Linked DNA regions of Danio rerio: region 2 is linked to region 1. A link is a contact called in public HiChIP or PLAC-seq data. All regions are on one chromosome and are shown on one strand. The core of a region is the stretch at or near the end of the contact, and the rest is flanking DNA. Distances in the headings are between cores, read along the strand shown.

Region 1 (4,281 bases), core at 480-2,979:
TGTCTGAGATTATTGTGTTTTGATTTATGTTTTCCAGCATTTGAAAATCCCCCATTACTGTCTTCTAAGAGGATTCACTGCGATCTTGAATCTTCAAGTTTCATCTCTGAGAAGAGGCAATGCACAGAGCCGTTCTCTGAAGATTCAGACACAAATGAGACATCAGACTTCCAGAAAAGTCCCTTTTCTCTTGTCCATCTTCCTCAGATTCAACAAGCCAGAATGACTGAAGACAAACCCTCAGTTAAACTGATAAATGAACAGGTTGATACATCTATAGCTACAGTTTAAGTCAGAATTATTAGCACCCTGTATATTTTTCCCCAATTTTTGTTTAATGGAACAGAATTGAAGGATTTAGAGTATGAAATCAGCATAAAACCAGAGAAGTTTTTTTTCAACACATTTCTAATCATAATAGTTTAATAACTCTGTCGTCTGACTTGTTTTTTGGTCCTCAATCTGGCAACCTGCACTTGCGTTTGTTTTGATCCAGGAATGCAATATCTAGTTAAACCACTGGTTGTCAAACTTACATACTGCATCTTTAACCATCTTTTAGGAAATATAGTGATCAAAAATAAAGTGAACACTATAACTCCAAGTCCTGGGGCTAATATTTGTGAATTCAACTGTATATTAAATGCTGTAAAACGCACATTTAATCTGTAGCCCAGCTCTGTCAAAAAATATGTGTGTTGTGTGCATGTCTGAACTGTTTTTTTTTTATGTTTTTGAAGGTGGAGGAGCAGTGGCTTCAAGAGCTGGAAAACTTTTCTGAATGGGATTAAAGAAAAGGCATTTGAGATGACTTTTTTTCCAATGTTTTGTTCGTGTCCCCAAGACCATAAAAGCCATTTACATATTTTAGACCGATAAACGAGTAGTAAACTAATAAACCTAAGTAATCCCAAATTAAATAAACATTATAATATTTATATTTTATTTATAAATATTCTATTTTGTATTTTGCTGTCTTTGTGTCTTTCTTTTATTATGTTTTTGTTATATGTTTATGTATATGCAGTATACAAGTTTTTGGTATATATTTAGTAAATGTGTACATAGTTTTTTGTATTTACTTTATTTTGGTTATAGTTTAGTACATCAAATTCAATCAAAATAAAAATAAATATAACTTCTTGACATCAAGATTTTCTTTACAATTATTTTTCAGTTGACTTTTATTTAATTTTAAGTACCAGAAATAGTTTTAGTTCTAATTATCCACAAAAACTTACACTAATATAATTTTTATTTCGTTTTTTTTAAATAAAAAAATAGGTTTATCTTTTTTTATGTAAATCATTATTTATTTGTTTATAATTTAATTTATTTATTTAATATTTTCAGCAACAAAAGCCAATTACTATGTAAATACAACAGATAAAAGTATAGTACAAGCAATACAGGTATTACTTTTGGCACCAAGAGACCATTTTAGTGCATAATTAGGTTTATCTACGCGCTTATAATTATGTTTTTGCGCATGTGGGATTTTTTTATTCATAGTGATACATATTTTTTTTTCCTTTCATTATTATTATTATTACTACCATCTATTATTAATATTAATTTTTTTGTTGTTGTTTGTTTGTTTTTGTAAAATTAAGAACGTGAGCTATTTTTAAATCCTGAGCATCTCCAGTGAGGGGCTCCTCCACTATCAGGCTGTTTAGCGTGTCTGCAGACGCGGTGACGCTCTCTCGTTCGTTGACTCGCAATCTCGCGAGCTGTTCATCTAAACTACTTTTTGTTGGTGCTACTCGATATCGACTGTTGAGTTAGCTGTCGACCACCCGTGAACAATGGACTGAGCTTCATGAAGGTAAAGAATAACTAAGCTTCATTTATTTCATCCTTCATATATATAGTGTATGTTAATACTCATTCATCTGTAGCATCTTGCTAAGCTGTAGCTTGTCAGGCTAGGCTAACTGAAAGACACCGGCTGCAGTCAGACACAGTTAGCAGTGTGTTGTTTACGGAGCGGCAGTTTTCGCTTAATCTGATTGTAAATTGAAAATAAAGCAGTCCCTCGTTTAGACACATCCTGTCTGGTCCTGGGACGAAGTGGAGGGATTTAAAGCCTTATAATGACCATTGAATGCTAATTCTAAGCTTATCATGGTCTAAAAAACAAACAAGTGTTCATACTGTCAAAACTGGGTTTGCCTGTTGTCGTAATAAATACATTAATTGAGATGAAATTTGATGTTATTATGATTATTTTACTGTACAGAGATATTTTCTTAGTTTGCTTATTAGCTGACCAATATGATGTTATGGATGCATTTATGAATATTTAGGATAGATAGATAGATAGATAGATAGATAGATAGATAGATAGATAGATAGATAGATAGATAGATAGATAGATAGATAGATAATGACAGAGACAGAAAAACAGACATACATACAGTATCTAACCAAATAGTTTGCTATTTATCAACCAACTAAAGATGGATAGATAGGATAAATGAATAGATAGAATACATAGATAGATAGAAGAATGACAGAGGCAGACAGACAGATCTAACCAAATTATTTACCAAGTAACGATGGATGGATGGATAGATAGGATGAATGAATTGATAGATAGATAGATAGATAGATAGATAGATAGATAGATAGATAGATAGATAGATAGAAAGAATAAATTGTTACAGTCATTCATAGATGGTAGATAGATATGATTAATTGTTACATTGGTATTTAGATGGAAGGATGGATAAACAGATAGGATGAATAAATTAGACAGACAGACAGAAAGAAAAAAATGTTACATTGATTCATAGATAGATAGAATGATGGATTGATAGAACAATGTAACGATTGATTGAAGTTAAATTGTGGCTTATTTCTGCAGAGTAGATGTATTTTTGTACTTGGAAGAAATGTGATTAGTCAGCCGACAGTGTGGACAGTCACATGACCAGTTAACGTGACTCCTGTAATAAGCTTCAGTGCAGTCTGATTTTCCTAATACAGTATATTGTAAATGTCCAGCAGAATTCAGTGTGTGTCTCCTGGACTTGACACAGAGAGGATGTTCCCCTGTCTGGCCCACAGACCATGGCAAGTCCTCTGCCGGGTCTACCTGCAACAACGAGCCCCTCTGTCTCAGAGATCCTCCAAAATTTCAAAGCCCTGTTTTGGTAAGCACTTCACGCACTATGATTTCCATCTGTCGTGTGAAAAAAGTTTATTTTAATTCAATACTTCTAAACCAGATGCACAAATGATTCTCTGATTCTTAATAGGTTGGCAAAGTAGAGGAGGTGTGCACAAACTCTGGTTTAGCTTTCCGGATTTCAGGGTCACTTCCTTAACATGGACACAGGTCCAGAATTGCTCAACATCAGGAAGTGGTAAAGATGGATCTCCAACCAGACCCGAAGAACCAAAGACTACTGAGAAAGCACAAGCTGCACAACCTGCTGCAAAAGGAGCTGGTGATAATGCCTTTATTCACATTGACTTTGCATTAGTGTTGTCACAGTAGGGGAATTTCATTGAAAAAGATCGATATTTAATACCATTTTCGGTACTGTGGAGAACAAATTTAAGAAAGTATGCAAATTAAGTAAAAGATTACATTAAAAAAAAAACTAAATTAGTGCAATCTCATCTTATTTTCTTATAAAAAACAAGAATGTTAAAATATTAATATTATTATTCATTATTCATCTCCCTTCTGATTAGGAGAGAGAGTGCGAGAGAGCAAAGCCCGTATTAATACCAATAGGGTTGGGCCAATAGACGATGCCATCGTCCTTCGCCAATGGCCAATAGACAACACGATGCTGAGCCAGCATCGCTGATTCTCCGCCCCGCCCCCGTCGCAAACTTGCTCGTGAAAAATACACACTTAGGCCTCGTTTACACTAATACGTCTTAGTATTAAATTGCCATTTTAAAACGAAAAGGATCCACATCCACACCGTGTTTTACCTAGCATTTCTGAACAGCCCTTTATGCGCTGAAATGCACATCATGTGACCACATACACACACACACACACACAAACACACACACACACACACAGCCACACACACTGTCATGCTCTCGTAGCTTCAGAGAGCAGTGCACATCGGACAGTTTATCAAGAATGTACCGCTGGATCGCGTCTCACTATAGTTGTTAAACGTAATATTTAATTGATCTTGTCTCTATCTGACGACTCTTTGGCCTTGTGAATCTATCAGATAACGTGTCACAGCATCAGTACACTGCTTCAGTCTTTTACTTTCACACTTGTACTTAATAATTTTAGTGAAA
Region 2 (4,122 bases), core at 446-2,945, 410 kb after region 1:
GTTTAATTAATTATCTCAGGGTTTACTATGTGTCAGTCTTTAAATGCTCTCAGTTATTATCAGTTGGTTTTAGTTTTGTATTTGTTTTGTTTTTTAATTCACCAGTAAATTTCAAAGTTCTGTGGTAAAATATAAACTGACAATACATGTTACATTTCTGATAAGGAAAGGAAGAATATCTGGCAACTTGTAGAAATGACAAATTCTATATTGATATTTTGAGATGTGAGATGCATTGAGTAAAACCAGGTAGGTGTGTCAGGTTCATATAACTGAAAATAATTTATTCAACTAGACGTCATTACAGCAGCTTGTCATAAAACTGTTTATTTTATTATCATATATTCATCAAGGTACATTAGAATTGTTCAGTGACAAACGTATATTCAAAGACATTCTTTTTTTTTCTTTCATAACTAAAAACCCATCTCAACATAATTCCACATGTACTATTCTCTCTTCTATTATTTTTTTTCTTTGCAAACCCTTTACAACAGTTTGCAGTGATGGACAAATTATCTTTCACTACTTTGCAGGAATAACATTTTTCAGGAGATACTTTAGTCAGTTCTTTGAATCATAAGCATACAGACTGGAAAAAAAATCATCGATTTACTTCATTTTTTTAATGTAAGTGGTTGCAAAAAATTTATATGGGCTGAAACTAACAAATTGAGTTTAACATTACTAAATTTAATTTGTTTATTTAAATTTAGCCCATATAAATTGTTAGCAATTACTTATAATAATAATAAAAAAAACTTTTTTTTGTCATAATTTAACTAGCTTAATTAGCTTAAATGGGCAAGTAAGGGTAACACTGGTTTGTTCTGCAGACAATCGAATTTTTTAGACTTTCTCCGGAAAAAAAGTATAGGATATAGTGTGAAACGCTCTGTTTAACATAATTTAGAAATTATTGAAAAAGAAAAATCACAGGAGGGCTAATAATTATGACTTTAACTGTAGTTAATGTTGGTAAATTCATTAACTAATGACATCTTATTGTAAAGTGTGTCTATGTATTTAATAGTTCCTAACTCGGAGTCTTACGGGCAGCATATTGCGTGTTGTTCTCCACTTCTCTGTCATTCGTGCACGTTCCCTGATCGAGGCGCGCGTCCGGCGCCGCGCAGCAGTAGCGCAGCGAGCAGCTCCCGCAGCACACCGTCGCGTCCGCCGTGTCGAAATCCTCCGGACACTGAAAACCCTCATGGTAATTCCCACTGCTGTCCAGCCAGCCGTGACAGTACTCTCCACGGGCTTCAGATATTCGCAGATTCCATGTCAAATACCCCAGAACCAGGCAATTGAGCAGGCGCACCATACCGGCGAGACGCGATTCCAGTTTTTTAAAACTCGCCGACAAACTTGAATTAAACCAGCCTCAAATAAACTATCGATGATTTAAAATACTCCATCAGCTCACAGGATTGAAATCGTTCAGCGAAAAAAAAATCCAAAGATGCTGTCCAAATCCACTAGCTACCAGGGAACACCTAGCAAAATATACCGACTTCAAAATGTCATTTCCAGAAACTCCATGATTTTATCCGCATATCATCCGTGTCGTTTTAAGCTGCTGTTCGTGATTATGTAATCCATGTCAGTGTGGTATAATAAAAAGTTCAAAAATGTTATGAAAATACTTCGCTAACTCGTCGTTGTTCTGACTGCATGAAGATGCGCGTCTGCTCTGAAGCGGAGTATCTAAAGCGCGCCTCTCTCTCTCTCTCTCTCTCTCTCTTTCTCTCTTTCTCTCTCTCTCTCTCTCTCTCTCTCTCTCAATTATTCAAATTACCTTTATTAACATGACCTGCACAGCATTGCCAAAGCAATTATACAAGACGTAAAAAGAGAACAATTAAGAATAGATCTGTAAAATAATTACATATATATATATATATATTATATGCAGAGTAAATAAATATAAGTAAATAGCATTTATATAACAGGAAAAAGATTTTAAAGTGTTTAAGACATTAAAAGCAACAATAATAATGAAATAAATAAATTAAATAAAAAATTAAAAAATAATAAATTAAAATATAAAGATAATGGTATTACTAGTAATTATAAAAACATTTTATAAGAAAAGCTCTTGCTTTAGGTTTGTCCATTGGCTCACAGTCTGAGTTTGTGGCAGGGTGACATTTGGCTGCTGTTGGGATCATTGTGGAATTTTCATCTAACATACTGTATATCTTAATTTTTCGGAATATTTGATAATGGCATAACATTTGGATAAATTAATCACACACACACACACACACACACACACACACGAGCTCGTCTCTGCGTCCTGCTGCCCAGAGGACTTGAGATGGACAGCACGATGCGTAGGTTTGTGTTAGTCAGATTTGATTTTAATCTTTGTGGTCATATCATTGTAAAGTCATAACATTATCGATTTGACTAATTTGTATCACAGCATTAAAAGTAAGACTGATAAACTGTTGCTTAATTTCTAGCTTGTCCTAGTCATTTTAAAGATGCATCTCATTTTATTTTTTTGCCCAAAATGTTTTTATTTTATTTTATTAGATTTATAAATATTAGTTGCCTTTTTCTATGGTTGACTGCTGTTTAAAACAAATTGTAGATAAATTGAGGTCAAATTGTTTAAAAGTATATTTCGCTTTCATTTAGTGTGTCAGTCTGGTAAGCTGGAGAAAAGTTTGCCTCTGGATTCCTGTCATGTTGTCGCCCTCTTCTGGCCATTGTGATCTTTTGCTGCGCCTGTTATTGTCTGTTCATTATATTGTATATGAAATCCTCTGGAACGAGTGTTTTCTATTGTTTTCTTCTTCAGAGAACATTATGTCCCTCTTTTTATTCACAGGTTTAAAATGTTAAAAATATAGTGTAAATAGTTACAAATATTTTAGACCCCATCTGTATAATTATTGTACAGTACCTGACAAAAGTCTTATCGCCTATCCAAGTTTTAGAAACAACAAATAATATCTTGACTTCTAATTGATCATTTGGTAACAGAAGTGGTTTATATAAAAGGCAAAGGTCTCTAGATTACGCTTATTTTACCAAAATAAAATACGATCATGTCTTGATTTTTAATTATTTCATTAGGGCGGAAAGGTCTGACTTTGCTTAGACAAAAGTCTTGTCACTTAACAGAAATAATGTACAGTATAGAATATAAAGTCATGCTGCAGTGCAAGAGAAATGAATATTGTGTCTGACTCCCATGAGCTTGGAGGACTGCATCCATACATCTCTGCAATGACTCAAATCATTTATTAATAAAGTCATCTGGAATAGCAAAGAAAGCCTTCTTGCAGGACTCCCAGAGTTTATCAAGGTTATTTAGATTCATCTTCAGTGCCTCCTCCTTCATTTTCTTCAAGACAAGCTCAATAATGTTTATATCTGGTGACTGGGCTGGCCAATCATGGAGCACCTTGATCTTCTTTGCTTTCAGGAGCTTTGATGTGGTGGCTGAAGTTTGAGAAAGAGCACTATCCTGCTGGAGAATTTGCCTTCTCATGGTGTTTGTAATGTAATGGGCAGCACAAATGTCTTGATACCTCAGGCTGTTGATGTTGCCATCCACTTTGCAGATCTCTCGCACGCCCCCATACTAAATGTAACTCCAAACAATAATTTTTTTATTCACCAAACTTGACTTATTTCTGTGAGAATCTTGGGTTGATGTGGGTTCCAGTAGGTCTTCTGCAGTATTTGTGGTGATTGGGATGCAAGTATACCTTCTGCCACTTTTCCAAATGATCAACTAGAAGTCAAGTTATTATTTGTTGCTCTTACAACTGGGATCAACGACAAGACTTTTGTCAGGTAGGCCAAGTGTATAAAGACCCATGTTTGAACCAAAAAATATTGGTATTATAATTAGATCTTTTAAAATTGTGTGAAAAATATTTGGTTTCTAGTTTTATTGATACTTTGTGCTACTAATTATTCTAGTGCCGTATTTATTTACATATTTTAATCACATTTGTATTTCAGTTAGTCATGTTTCTGTTAGTTATTTTAAAAGCAAATTCATTCATTCACTTGCAATCTGGGGTTGCCACAGCGGAATGAACCACCAACCGCCAAACCCCTTAAGCACTCTCCTGTGGTCCTTGGATATCAGTTTGA

The links. HiChIP or PLAC-seq counts read pairs in DNA pulled down with a chosen protein or histone mark.
Region 2: a contact with region 1 is called in an H3K4me3 HiChIP or PLAC-seq map of embryo, with 8 times the contacts expected there. The contact joins the promoter of shisa3 here to the promoter of slc30a9 in region 1. A contact is called at or near these places in 1 of 18 Hi-C or Micro-C datasets (embryo) and 1 of 4 datasets of contacts at active chromatin or transcription factors (embryo).

Annotation. Positions count from the first base shown.
Region 1 is chr14:49,412,167-49,416,447 of GRCz12tu, forward strand. It overlaps slc30a9 (solute carrier family 30 member 9), which reads left to right and starts at 1,730. Exons shown (of 19, transcript NM_001008575.1): 1 at 1,730-1,828; 2 at 3,010-3,158; 3 at 3,264-3,455. The coding sequence starts at 3,050. zgc:195212 reads left to right here. Exons shown (of 12, transcript NM_001135145.1): 11 at 38-264; 12 at 741-802. The coding sequence ends at 791.
Region 2 is chr14:49,825,546-49,829,667 of GRCz12tu, forward strand. It overlaps shisa3 (shisa family member 3), which reads right to left and starts at 1,696. Exons shown (of 2, transcript NM_001080662.2): 1 at 1,054-1,696. The coding sequence starts at 1,327.